Linked DNA regions of Oryzias latipes: region 2 is linked to region 1. The links are chromatin contacts, called in public Hi-C maps. All regions are on one chromosome and are shown on one strand. The core of a region is the stretch at or near the end of the contact, and the rest is flanking DNA. Distances in the headings are between cores, read along the strand shown. Region 1 holds the start of tmem163 (transmembrane protein 163). Region 2 holds the start of LOC101168438 (chloride intracellular channel protein 5).

What was found. A called contact is a pair of places that touch in the nucleus more often than the background predicts.
Region 2: a Hi-C map of embryo shows a contact between it and region 1, with 1.7 times the contacts expected there. The contact joins the promoter of LOC101168438 here to the promoter of tmem163 in region 1. A contact is called at or near these places in 2 of 5 Hi-C or Micro-C datasets (embryo and fibroblasts).

What each region holds. Positions count from the first base shown.
Region 1 is chr2:17,898,007-17,905,192 of ASM223467v1, forward strand. tmem163 (transmembrane protein 163) reads left to right here and starts at 2,661. Exons shown (of 8, transcript XM_004066573.4): 1 at 2,661-3,007; 2 at 4,062-4,181. The coding sequence starts at 2,833. LOC101157196 (cyclin-T2) reads right to left here and starts at 204. Exons shown (of 10, transcript XM_023965499.1): 1 at 1-204. The coding sequence starts at 113.
Region 2 is chr2:18,034,864-18,042,049 of ASM223467v1, forward strand. It overlaps LOC101168438 (chloride intracellular channel protein 5), which reads right to left and starts at 2,426. Exons shown (of 6, transcript XM_011484691.3): 1 at 1,753-2,426. The coding sequence starts at 2,331. It overlaps enpp4 (bis(5'-adenosyl)-triphosphatase ENPP4), which reads left to right and starts at 3,265. Exons shown (of 9, transcript XR_910160.3): 1 at 3,265-3,538; 2 at 4,590-4,815; 3 at 4,899-5,192; 4 at 5,279-5,383; 5 at 6,355-6,553; 6 at 6,668-6,841; 7 at 6,931-7,186. LOC110016364 (a long non-coding RNA gene) reads left to right here. Exons shown (of 3, transcript XR_002291645.2): 3 at 1,827-1,932.

The DNA of each region.
Region 1 (7,186 bases), core at 1,411-3,910:
TGCCGGTAGGACAGTTCCCGGTCGGCCTCGATTCCGCAGCGGCGGGACGGCGTGTTTTCCAGCTGCTCCCGGGTGAAGAGCCATTTCGTAGAGGGTCCCCGGTGCACCGCCATTACGCTCCCGCAGCCGAGCCCGACGGTGCTAGCATCGGGAGGGAGGGAGCGAGGCGGCGGAAACACGCAACGACGGCGAAAAAACCGGTAATGGTGTTTTTTGACAGCGCCCCTAGTGGCCACTTTGTGTAATGCTTTTTTGGGGGGGAGGGTTCCACAAGAGTTTGCGCCAATAAAAGTGAATAATTTATAAATATTTAATTTATTATGATATTTACTTTATTTTTTATCAGTACTTAAACAAATATATAAATATATTTAAGATATAATATTCTCTTAATTTGTGTCTTTCTTGACATTTATACATTACAATACATTTTTTATTAATTATTGTTTTTATTATTAATATTTAATAAATGTTATTAATTATGAAAAATAAAAGGGTCTCTTATTATTTAAATGCTGCCAGATTTTCAAACAATTTTTATGTTTCATTAGGATGATGCTTCCTAAACTTTTACTTTTGTCTTTCTAAATTAGCATAAAATGATTTCAAAATAAAATCCTAGCTGTAAAAAATATTTTAAAGTGTACACAGCATAAGTTAAAAGATATATGAACTACACAATGTCCCACTTGTGACTTTAGAGCTTTCTGGAATAAATGTTACTCTACATTTCTTGTTAATCTCATTTTCTGGAGGATTTGGGTCACAAAGCACTAAATATAATATACAAAAGTGGGATCATAGTATTTTCAATTGAAATCAATTTGGTTTTGACTAATTTGATGCATTTTAATAGATTATCAACACAAATAAAAAAATATGCTCTGTATATGAAATGATATTGTTTATTTTAATAAATAGAAATTTAAGAAAATAGACATAAATAATCAAACCAGGTTAGTTATACAGCCACAATTAAATAGGACAAAAAATACAAGTAAAAAATGCATTTTTTGAACAAGATGATCTTGGATTACACATTTAACATTTTCTTACTAGAATAATAATAATAATAATAATTGATACTTTGTTTATCCCACAATGGGAAAATTCTTCTCCGCATTTGACCCATCCCCTGGGGGAGCAGTGAGCTGCAGCCTAACCGCACCCGGGGGGCAGTAGAGTTAAGGGTTTTGCCTAAGGGCCCTTACTGGGTGATGTTAATGCTCGCCATTGATATGGTAATTGACCCAGTAATTGAAGCGTTTTAGCACTAAATTGACAGAAAACCTGCCCCCCCCCCCCTTCTTAAAAATTAAAATGCATTTTTTGGGATTAGCACTATTTTGACAATTTGCTGTTGTTTTTCTCTACTGGTTGTCCCAAATGTTTTGTGTCAGGAGCCTCATTTCTTTATTTGTTTGCTACAACATATGCATTGTGGCAAAGTATCTCAATCATTATGGGATACTTTTGATTATTATTATGTAGCAGGTGTGTGCCCCATTAGGCTAACAATGTTTATGGAATGTGTCTTTTTCTTTCCTCTCATTTCTGATGCTTTGTTTATTGGTTTTCCTCAACGTTTTGATTCATTTAAATGTGAGTGGTGCAGTACTGAAATGATCCTCTAGATGGCAGCAAGTGACAAAAATGAAGGGTCAGCAGCACCAACTCTATTTTCATGTGATTTGTAGGATTATTATTTATTGTTTGTGATTGCAAAAAGTATTGACATAAATAAGAGGCAGAAAATCTTTATTCCCCTTTTTAGTGACGATGTAAATTTACCATATTTTTCCCAGTACCTTTTTTGAATAATTTCTGCTGGTTCCTTTTTTTTCTAGGAATCCTCAAATGTTCGTAATTAGAGTGCAGGTGTGACTGTAACAGGACGGCTCGGCTTTTTCTGTTATTTGTTACCTGACTCTGCGCACCAAATCATTGAAGCGCACAATCTTTCACTGTCTGTAAACGCGATAGAGGCGCCCCTTCCGGTCAACGCTTTCAAAATAAATTGCTAATTCAACTTTGACAGGACAGATTTGACGTCTGTCAGCGTCGGCGAAAGTCCCCAAAATGTTTTTAAAGATGAATGAAAGTTAGACGCATTAAGAAACAAAGAAATAGCCACGTTTGAACTCTTATTAGATCACTTCTTCTAAAATGGGCATCAGGGTATAGAATGGCTTTTAGTGCAACACAAATAAAATATTCCATTCTATATAAAAACAGTGATATATTTTTTCTAAATAACAAAAAAAAATAATACAAAAAATGTAAAAGTATTAAGTATATAGGTATTAATATTTGATAACTTTACCTGCGACAGTGACTATTAAAAGTCATTGCTTTCTATTAAATATTTAGTTATAGATACAATTTTATACATTTATTTATATATTTGTGTGTCTAAGATGTGTGTCTAAAGCTTTTGTAGAAAAAGCTATTGTAGAATTATGTTTTTAAAACAGCTTTGGATTTGCCCCCTTTTTAATTATTAGTCTTATTATATCAGTTTAATTAAATTGTTATCCAGCATAACAGGATTGTTCTTTAAATACCAAACACAAATGACCTACTTTTCGTTTCAAATGACTTTTTTAAACACATGCAAGAAAGAGCTTACAACTTTTTTTTTTTTTTTTTTTCAAAACAAAGAACTGTGCCTTTATTTTTGAAATCCAAACCCTCAAATTTCCGGTTGCGGCTCGTGCACAGTATGTGATTTGGCGCAGCTGGGATCCCAACTCCACGAGGACTCCCCCCCTCCCCCCTCCCTCTGTGTCTGAGCGGCTCCTCTCAGGCAGGTGAGACATTTTTAGAGACAACATGACCGAACCGCCGCCGAACCGAACCGCCGCCGCCGTGGAGCCCGCGCTGGTGAACGGCCAGAGCGAGCCGACGCAGCCCCAAGAGGAGCAGCGGAAAGCCGAAGCGGAGGGTCCCGGAGAGGGCTTCAAGATGGACCAGGAGATGAAGATCACGGACAGCATAGAGGACCGAGGTGGGTGGTGTCTGCTACCATTGGGACTCACGCGCCACCCAAAAACCGTCCCGAGTTATTATTGCAAAAGCAGACTTTTAATTTATACAATGTTTTTCTACTTGAGCAGAAAATTATTTAAGAAATTCTAATTTATTTTCTACAAAGGCAGACTTTTATTTTATTAATCCTGATTGATAATTTCTACAAAGGGGGACTTTTATTTTATAAAACCAGATTGATAATTTCTACAAAAGCAGAATTATTTTATTTTTTAAATCTAGAAGTTTGGATTAGTTAAAAAAAAGTTTTCATATTATTATGATATTATAAAAAATTTCTAATTAGCTGAAAAAGCTACAAACTAGTCTTGCACAATATACTGCAAATTTATCGTTATCGCAATATCAAGCAGTGCAATATCCATATTGCAAAAGTCAGCAAAAATCGCATTAAATAGTAACCTTTAATGTGCTAAAACAATCTTATGTCAGCATTTAACTAATCAAATAAATCCATTTATGCATTTGACCAATCGGATGGACCAGTTCACGTTGTTGACCAATCAGAAGAGCCCTTTATGTTAGATGTTTGCCTCCTACACCAACAAGGGTCATTTGGAGTATAAATTTTAAACTGTTGCAATGAAATGGTAATGATGTTTTTGGTTGTTTTGCTATTTGTTTATATACCGCAAATTATATCGTTATCGCAATATTGATCACTAATATCGCATATGGCAAGTTTTGCTCATTTCGTGTAGCCCTACTACAAACATCGAAAATCGAAAGAAAAAAAAGGCACTTTGTAATAGCATAGTCATTAAAGTAAAACAATGTATGTGTAGATAAACCATCAAATGTTTTAACTGAAATTTCTTTTTTTTTGCAAAACCCAAAGATGAAGTTGTGTTTCTGTGTGAAATGAACCTTTTTTTTTTGTGGTGAAAATTCCCAAACGTAGACATATTTTTGTCAAATGTTGTGTATTTGTGTTTTGTTGACGTTGTAATAACAAAAGTAACTAAACGTGAGTGGAACTCTGGGCGTCACTTTGCCCTGCGTATCGCCTGCAGGTCTTCTGGAGAGCAGCATGCGCCTAAAGCCTCACGAAGCCCAGAGCTTCCGCAAGAAAGCCCTGTGGGTGTCGTGGGCGTCCATAGTGGCCACCATCATCCTGGCCGTGGCTGCTTTCAGTGAGTAGAATGGGAAATCGCAGACGTTCTTCAGCTGAAGGACAGGTTTGCTTATGAGGGTCACGCCCTGCAGGTCTGTCATCACGCAGCAGCTCGTAAAAATAAAACTCTTCCCATGTTTGTTCTACACTTTCATTGCCCTTCAAAATAAACCGGGGAACTCTTTATAGTTTTAGAACGTGAAGGTATCTGCAAAATCCCAGTTGGAATTGGATCCGTAGATCAGGAAAGACGTCCCTTAGGAGCAGACCACAGATGTCCATTATCTCATCAGCGTGAGCTCACATGACCAAGGATGTGAGCTCGGGACTTCTGACTCACGGTGGCCGCTGACCTGGTGTGTGGGGGGTGGGAAGGGGGTCAGTCACTCTCTGCTCTCGCGTCTGCAACATTCCTGATGGGGAAAAAGATTCAATTTTCCGGTCATGTGACCAGAACGTATCGCAGACTCTGCTGTAAGACTAGACACCCTCCAGGTCTGGAGGGCTTTGGACTGACCTTGGATGGTGGGAAAGTAGCGCTATCGCTTTGCACCTCTTACCTGAGTCGGGTTGGTTGAACTAGTCTAAAAGTAAAGGAGTCGTTTGTTGTTTTATGGCTTAAAAAACGACTAGATAGAAAAAACATGATCGGCAATTAGAAGAAGAGTCTTTTCTACGAACATGGAATCAATCCCAGGATCATGGCAGACCCTTCACCGTATTTAAGAACTAGACTGAGTAACTCGTCCGACTCCCCTAATTAGTTTGCGTTTTCTTTGTAGTTGAAGTTTTTCAAGTGATAATCTGACCAATCAGATGCCCCAAGAAAAGTAAGTGGTCTCGCATAAAACATTTTAAATGTTTGATTGACATGTTTCGTGTAGCCTGCTTTGAAGTGGTAGGGGTGTGGCCTTCCAACAAGCTCACTCCTGATTGGCGGGAGTGGTTCCCATAAAAACATCGACTCAGCCCAACTCGGACCAATCGCTGCTTACTGACGTCTGGGTTCAACATGGTGGCGTCTGTATAGTGAAAAAACGGCTCCTGAATAGACTTCATCTGCCGGAGCCATTCTCTGTGGATGCCGTCAAACTCATTCAGCCAGTTCTCATATACAGTCAATGCGTCGGACACTCCTCAAGCTGGTCGTTACATGTTGAAGAAACTGATATTTTGACAGATTAGCAGTGAGACCCTAAATCAGACCATAGAGGGCTAAAAATTGTATTCGGACTGGACACATTTGGTCCACTTAAATTAACCAGAGTTCGTTTCCTCTAATAATCCGGAACCAATTTTCAGTCTGAATACACCCAAGCACACCCTGGCCCAGGACCTGGAACCACTTTCTGACCCATCTTTCCAGGTGGTCTCGGTTTGTTTCCAATCGGACTGAGCTTCGGTTCCCGATGAATTTCCCCAGTCTAAATAGTTTCCATGCTTGGAGCTGAACACCTAAGCCAAAACGGCCACTGAAGCCGGGCATTATGGGATGTAAACAGAGTGAGAAACACCTTTTAACGTGACACACATTGCTTCTCACTGTTTTCCTCAACAATCTACATGTCGTAGACACTTACCAGTAGCTGCGTTTACATGGACAAAAGTAATCGGAAAGAATGCCTGATCGGAAGAAAAATGCGTCATGTAAACACGCCGTTCAGAATACTCTGCCCCGATCAGACTCGTTCGGATCAAAATTTCTTTCCGATCGAGATAGGTGGGTTATGCCGATTGTTGATCCGATCGTTGTTCATCTAAACGGTTCATTCCGATCGTGCGTCACTACTGCTCTGGTTTAACGTCATGCATAGACGGTGTTTTGCTCCAGAGAAAGCTTTGAAGCTCAAACAGGACCGACTGGCTGCTCTGCGTACGCCCAGAGCAAAGCGCCGCTCCGCTCTCGCCCCTCTGGCTTTTCGCCTCTCCCGTCTCTTACACCCCTCACGAGGGGGGTGGGGAGGAGGAGCGCCTCGTGCCCTGTGATGAGATTGCGGCGTTTCCCGCATGGATTTTATGTTCATCAAACAAGGCTAATGTTGTTAGCGCGTTAGCCATTCCTAGCCTTGGCTTCTTCCAGCTCCGTTCTTCCACAAAAAAGAAGCACTGACCACACGGATTAAAAATAAAATGATGAGCGAACAGGCAATTCATAATATTCGTAACAGTAATAAAAGTACGTATATTACCGAGCTGCTGCATGAATGTATATGGCAGCTAGGTTTGTTTATAACCGGACTCATTTCCTCTTCCGGTATTTCAACACTACTGCTCATGCCCAAACGATTTATTCCGACCGAAAGTGTGACCATGTGAACGTTCGTTCTAATCGTAAAAAGTTTTTCTGATCCCATGTACACGGTGAATTTTAATCCGACCATTGATCCGATCAAGATATTTTGCGCATGTAACCGCGGCTAATATACTTGCTAATCCTAATTTTTTAAATAAAATTTCTTGATGTAGTGCAAGTTCTAGGAATTGTGTCAACACAATAAAACATCTACAGGAGTCATGTGACCCAATCGTTAGTAGGCAGTGACATTGTAAGGTGGAGGAATAACAATGTATATTAGACCTTTTTAGGGAACCTTTACAACAAAGCACATGGATGGGATTCAATCATTAAAAAATACATTGAATTTCCATTGAAGATCCTTGATGGTCGAAGGTATAATTTAACAGAAATGTTATTTTGTGTTAAAAATCTGCCTTCACTGATCTAGAATATATGTTTTTCCTGTTGTGTCTGTTGCTCTCTACTCCATTTACCTGCTTTTCTCCTCTGAACGTTTTTAGTAAGCAGTAAACTCATGAGACGATTGTCTATTCCGGCCTCGTCTCACCTGAACACAAAGCGCCGCGATGCATTTAGATCAGCTGGAAAAACCAGAGAAGGCAGGATCTATAGACCGCCACCCGCTTCATTATCTAGACACAGAAAACACAGTGGTCATGTGACTCTCTAGCTAGTATTGGACTAATTTGATGCTAAGTTCTTAGCTTTATCATTGATGCCCCTCT
Region 2 (7,186 bases), core at 1,176-3,675, 140 kb after region 1:
ACAGCTTGATATAGAGATAATGATAAATTTGTGATTTATTGTGCAGGCCTACTGTCAGGTGATATTTTTTTTGTACCTCACTATTATGTTTATGGGTTATTGATTCAATATCGTTTAAATACTAAATACTTCTTTTGTTTTAAATTATTAGGTTAGACTTCAATGGACGCCAATAAACCTCCTAGACGTGCTGACAGCTAAAAAGAAAAAAAAATCTCTCACTGGTCCCATAATTTAGCCAAGAGTCACATGTCTTGAACCATTTTACACTTAAAAAAATGTTTGCAACGATTTGTTTTTATGTGCAGATTTAGGTCAATTTATAATGTTGTAGAAAGGACTTCCATTAAGTTTCACCTGCGAGACACATTTGTTGTAAAGCACTATGGGCCTTCGAGGAAGTTAGAAAAAACTACATAAGTATACGCCATTTACCATTTCAAGGAAAAGTTTGGTCAAAATGACATTTGTTGTGTACCTCAACATCTTAGAGTGTTTCAGCCATTAATCACAATATACCCTAATCTGAGGTAGGCCCACCAAAGGTTGATCAAGCCTTAGTTGGGTCATTTTTTTCCATGTGATGTCACTTTTCCTAAGCCACAGCCAATGGCTTGTCCTCTCAGCGGTGCTGGTTTAAGCTAGAATTCTTGTGTAACGCTGTCGCTTTTGTTAACTATTGAAATAGTTGTGGACTTGTTGGCTTCTCTTTGCCTGAAAGTGTCTCTTCCACAAACGACAGACTTTGATCTCTCACTTTAGGACCCTACTCACTTATATGGCAGTAATATACGTGTGTGTAGTGGAAAGTATAAAATTTATGGCGCTTGTACTGTCCACCGCAGCTGAACTTTAGAGTGGAAGTTGCAGATTATGTAACAGATTCACACTTCGTGATAGTAACCTTTTAACGGTTAGATGGATAACCGAGTGCTGAAAAGAAAAAAAAATCGGAACAGGAAAATCCAGAGATCGCTCATAAAGCCACTTCCTGTTGCAAAGCAGTGCGCTAAAACGTCCATCTCTGTATGGGTGAAGGCCCACAATTGCATTTCATTCTCCATACTAACACAACAGGTGAGTTTTGCATTGCTGTTGCACGCACACCACACCCAGCTTTTGTTGTGCTGAGAACTTCCGCTTGAAACTCTCCCACGCCTTCATCTGTTACGTAACACTCAAGCGAATCCACACTTTTACAACTTTAACCAATTGGCTTGACTTAAACTAGAAAGGCTAAATTACTACTTTAAATTTGGTTGGTGGACTGTGTATCTTTGTAGCTATCTACCCTCCTTTCTAGTCTGCTATCTGAATTGGTAAATAGGTACAAGTTCAGCTAGCTAGCTGGCTCCCAATCTGGTTTGATAACTAAACTGTAGTTTAGTTATGTAACGATTTAGTTTGGTAGTTACATGGATAAAAAAAACTGTAGAAGTTGTTTTAGCTAAATTGATGTAAGATCTACCAATGTAGCTAGCAAGCTAACTAGAAAAATAGTTAGCTAGTACTCACAAAAGTATTCAGAACAATCTTGTTAGCTCAGCTTTTGCTATATTTAGAAGCACTGTATAATTTCCTGGCACTACAAACACACATGTTCACAAGCATAAACTCCTAAAAACCACAACGTTGCGGTGGGACAGTCTGCTAAAAATTCAGTGTAAACTTATCAACTTTGTCACATTTCTTGGTTCAAACCCGATACATTTTTATTTTTGGCTTTATGCTGCTAGAATGCTTGCTTCATACCTTGACGTAAAGTGTGACCTTCAAATCATCTCCTTGACGTTCTGGCTCCTCTTTTTCGGACGCTGACGATGAAGATGAGGAAGAAGATGAGGATCGACGTGAGGAGTGCTCCCCATCCACCTCTGGAAACCCACTGTCCCAGTTCAACTCCTTGGAGTTCCCTTCGACTGCCCCCTTTTCTTCTTCAGTGTCTTTTGTGCTCTCTTTGTCGCTGCTGTCGCTGCTGTCACTGCTGTCGCTGTCCTCGCTTTCTTCTTTCTTTTTGTCTTCCTTCTCATCTTCGTCGCTCTGTTTTTTGGCCTCTATCTCCTCCTTGCTGCTTTTCTCCAACGCCTCATTCTCGTCGCTGTCTGAGGAGGATGAGGAAGAGGATGAAGATGAGGATGAGGATGAGCTGCCCCGTCGCTCCTCTGCCAAAAGAGCGGGTGCTGGCAAGGCAGGGGGCTCAGGTATCTCTGTGCCGTTTGATCCGGAGTTCTCGTAAATATTTGAGATTTCCTCATACTCCGATTCATGCGGCATCTCGTACGGGTTGTCATTCTGGTAGGGGTTCTGTGGGGTTTCATACACGTGATCCATCGTCAGTGAAGAAGGCGAGAGGACTGGATCCGGCTTCACAGCAGAGCGACTGAAATGTCAAGAGCGGCTCCCTTATCAAGAAGCAACACAGGACTTTGTACAGGGATGGGTGATCGCAAGGAAAACACTGATCTTCAGCGCATTTTATGGCTGTGGATGAGTGAAGGGCCACATCTTCATAAAGTCACTTATCATCAAAACCCCTGACCCAAAGGAGATCACTCCAGCTTCAGTCATGGTTCCTCCCAGTTGAATGTCAAACATCATCATGATGCTTTTCGTCAGGGCCGAGAAGAACAGATGCAACCATGGAGTCCGCTGGTGGCTAAAAGTCCTAAAAATGTGTAACTTTTTTGTTTAAATAAAGTTTCAGATGTGCGTAGTACTCAAGGAAATATTAAAAAAAAAAGATCAAAATAAACGTGAAATACACAAAAAATAAATCATACATTTAAAAAAAAAAGTAATTTTATTATCTCAATTTAAGCTAAAACCCAAGCAGAAAATTCAAAATAAAATGTTTATCTATAAATAAAATAAAACCTTAAAAAATCATATCTTTGATTATAAAAACTGTCCGACAATGTGGTGCCAAAAAATTACATTTTTTAGGGGAAAAAAAATCATATATCGTTGAAGCAGAATTATAGTAAAAGTATAATTTAAATGAATATTTGAAGTCATAAAATATTGTATTATTTTTGCTAATAAATAGTTTTTTAAAGTAAGTAAATAAAGATTACCTAATTACAAATAAGGATCTAGTTTCGTCCCATCTGAAGTCCGTTTGATTGGCTGTTTGACCTGTCAGTTAAATCCGAGTAAAGATTCCACACTTAACATTGAAAACTAAGTTTCAATGTCAAAATAAAAGCATTTTCTTTTAAACTTTATCATAAAACGAGATTATACGACGGTATAGACTAAATTTTAATCGTTGAGACATATAAAACTCGACTTAAAGGAAAAACGTGTATAAATTCCGAAAAACAAATACGCAATTTATTTGACTTAATATGTGCGCGCCACGTATTTTGAAATTCGATACCGGAAGTGGCCAAAGCGATTCAGTTTATGTTGACGTCTTTTTATTTCAAAATGCGTGGATTCAGTGCTGGTGGATCGATGAGGTCGTTGTCGTAGTAGTCGGGAAAGTTAATGTCACCGGCGTCGTGAGGGTGATGCCCACCTGTGCGCCCCCCAACAGGTAACGCCGCCATCATCACAGCTAGCTTAACAGCAAAAAGACCGAGCAAAGTAACCGATGCTATTGTTCGGGCTAACTACTAAGAAACATGACTTTACTCTCAAAATTGTCAATCAAATTGCTCGGTTAAAATTCAACAAACAATTGTTTGACATCAGTTGATCAGCTATAGTCTCTTTTGGTTAGTTTGATTATCTTTCCTTTTGTTATCTTACCAGGATGACTTCCTGGTTTGGTTTTTCAAAATGTATGGAAATTTCAATGAAAATGCGACTACAATTTTTTGTTTTTTATAATTGTGTATCAAAAAGAGAGTGGGATTTCTTTTTAAAGTGTTTTTGCTGATACTGAAGCGAGAAATGATGGTTCTTTTTATTTAAAAAACAGAACGAAGTGATGAAAATAAAGTGTAAATTGTCTGTTTTCAGATGGTTTTACGGAAGTCTTAGTTTTTCACAGTTTTATAAACAAATGATAGAAACTTCAAAAAATATATATTTTTGTAGTCGCTAAAATACAAAATATCTTTTTTTATTTATTTGCTAAATGAGTGAAGAAATTATATTTAAAAAATCTGATTTTTAAAAAATGTGGATAACCTAAAAGACCTGATGTAACCTAGAGTTGCTACTAAACATAACGTTCTTGGGTGCATTGTAAGAGAAAAGTAGCAGAACTGGTTTATTCCCCCCCCCCCCCAAATGCCAATGCAACTTATCAGAATTTGAATTATGCCTCATTCAGCCTCTAACTAAACAGGTTCTAGTTGTTTCATATAAACAGTGGTTTCAGAGAAAGCCGTTTTTCTAGGTAATATCATGAGAGACCATCTGATGGTTTGTTATGAGCTGCTTGGTATTTCCTTAATGTGGTTTTGAACGGAAACTTTCACACCCTCTGATAAAAAACGAACTAAAAAGAGCAAAGGGAAGATTTGCATAAAAAATGGTTTGGGTTTTGTTGACTGATTTTTATTTATTTTTTGACATTTTCATCATTTCTGTTCAGAAACGACACCTGATCTAGTATTTCGTCTTTGCCGTGCTTTCAGGATGTTGCTTGAAATACTTGTGGGCTTCCTGTGCGGCGTTTCCGCCACAGAAAAAGACATGGTTCCCCCTCTGCCGCTGTTGCTGGTGTCCTTTGACGGCTTCCGAGCTGACTACTTGAACCGGTTCCCCATGCAGAACCTCAAACTCCTATACAGTGAGGGCGTCTTGGTGGAGGAGCTCACGAACGTCTTCATCACCAAGACTTTTCCCAACCACTACAGCTTAGTGAGTTTTGTTTATGCTGTCAATGTTTATATGAAGAAATCCTTCTTGTATTATTTGAAAACACCCTGATTGGTTCTTGGTAGGTTACAGGGCTGTTCGCAGAGTCCCACGGCATTTTGGCCTCCAATATGTTCGACCCCATCAGCCACAAGCACTTTAACATCAAGAATGACACCGACCCGGCGTGGTGGAGCGAGGCGGAGCCCCTTTGGCTCACCGCTCTCGACTCCGGCTACAAGACGGCGGCTGTTATGTGGCCCGGCTCTGATGTGCTGATCGGCAACCGCACGGCCACACACTTCTTCCCATACAACTCTGATATAACCTTCCAGGAACGATTGGGGAACGTGACAAGCTGGATGTTGGGAAACGGAACGGTAGGTCTGCAGCATTTATTCGTTTCTCCACCTTCAAGGAGAAATGCTTAGTTGCTGTTTGGCGTCATGCAATGTTTGTTCGCCAGGAGCCAGGAGTGATGTTTACAGCTCTTTACTGGGAGGAACCGGACCGATCGGGTCACTTTTTTGGGCCTGACAACACCACGGCAATGGCTAAAGTGTTGAAGGAGGTAGGATCATTCACTAAATGTATAGTCGTTACAACAATATAGTCAGTAGCACAAATTTAAACGCATTTCATATGTTAAAAGTAAAGTGCTTAGCCGTTTAACTTTTTGTGGTTGTTGCAACCAAAGGTTTTCAACTACTGACACCTCAATGGTATTGTTTCAAAGTTGACAACTCAAGAAAAAGATAAAGCTTTGTAGCACACAACAGCATTGAAAATAACAAATCTGATTATCTGAAGAGGTCTGCCATTCTTCCCATTTAAAAGATAGCATAAAAACTGCAGCAGGAGTTTCATGGTATGGGTTTCCGTTCACATCAGGTTAGTCTCACCAAGTCTCAAGCAAAAGTTTGACCAAAATGACGCAAATGGCAACAATACAACCAGTACACCACTTTTCCACACTATAAAAGGCGCACAATTTTTTTTTTTCAGTAGTGCGAAAAACACGGTACGTAAAAAATGTGGAGGTCCTGTCTCCGTCCAAAACCATTAAGGTAGCCTCAAGTTATATTACAGGGTTTGAAGCTTGATTATTGGTTTTAAATAGTTTATCTTAAAGAAAAGAAAGTGTGTGTGTGTATATAAGTCATTACAGACTAGACCAGCACATATGATGTGGAGTTCCCTAAGGTCTTGAGTCCCCTATTTCTTTATTTTTTAAATATCATTAGCATGAGACTGTAGTCTTGTACCAATGGAATGTACCATCAATTGCTTTGATCTACCCAATTTGACATCAGTTGGTGGTGGATGTATGCTAAAAATGGAGCTGGTGCAAGGTTCTCGGGATACATTTGTGTTTGGTCGCTCCACATTGAGAGTTTCTCCCCAAAAGACTTTGTATAGAAGCTGAAGATGTTACGGCTACAACAAAGGACCAATTTAATCTGAAAATGTATTATTTTCATCCAACGTTTATAAAATGTTCAAGTCTTTCCTGGGAAATGACGCAGAGCTTTCCTTCACCAGGTTGACGATAACATCGGCCTGCTGGTGTCAGAGCTGAAGCGAACCGGCCTCTGGGGACACGTGAACCTCATAATAACCAGCGACCACGGCATGGCTCAATGCTCCAACGACCGCCTCATCCGTTTGGACGACTGCCTCCACCCCGACAACTACACACTGGTGGACCTCACACCTGTGGCAGCCCTCATTCCAAATGGAGGTATCTGTGCTCTGCCTTCTTCTGTTTGGTGGCATAACTGTTAACAAAAAACTATGTGAAATTTCCATTGTAGTGTTTTTGTTGCTTTAAAAAGGTTGTCTGTTTGCATTGGAGATCCAGAGGCTGTGTTCGATCTACTGAAGAAGTGCCACCCCCACATGACTGCATACTTGAAAAAGGCCATTCCTGATAGGCTACACTACCGGAACAATGAGCGCATCCAACCGCTTCTACTGATTGCAGATGAGGGTTGGACCATAGTGCAGCGCGGGAACAAGCTGCCGCGAAGTAAGTCTTTAATACAACTTAACTCTACGTATCGAAGAGTTCTCGAGGAACCAGCACAGAACCCCTCTCCTGATCTTTTTCTTTCTCAGTGGGTGATCATGGCTACGACAACTCCCTACACAGCATGCACCCCTTTCTGGCAGCAGTGGGGCCGAGTTTCCATAAGGGTGTCCAGATGAAAAGTTTACAGAGCGTGGACGTTTACCCGCTAATGTGCAGCCTGTTGTCTGTGCCCCCGGGACCAAACAACGGCTCGCTAAACCATTCCCGGTGCCTGCTGGCCCATGAGAGCTGCTGGACTCTCTCCCAAGCGATTGTCCTGGTGGTGGGCGTCCTGCTGGTACT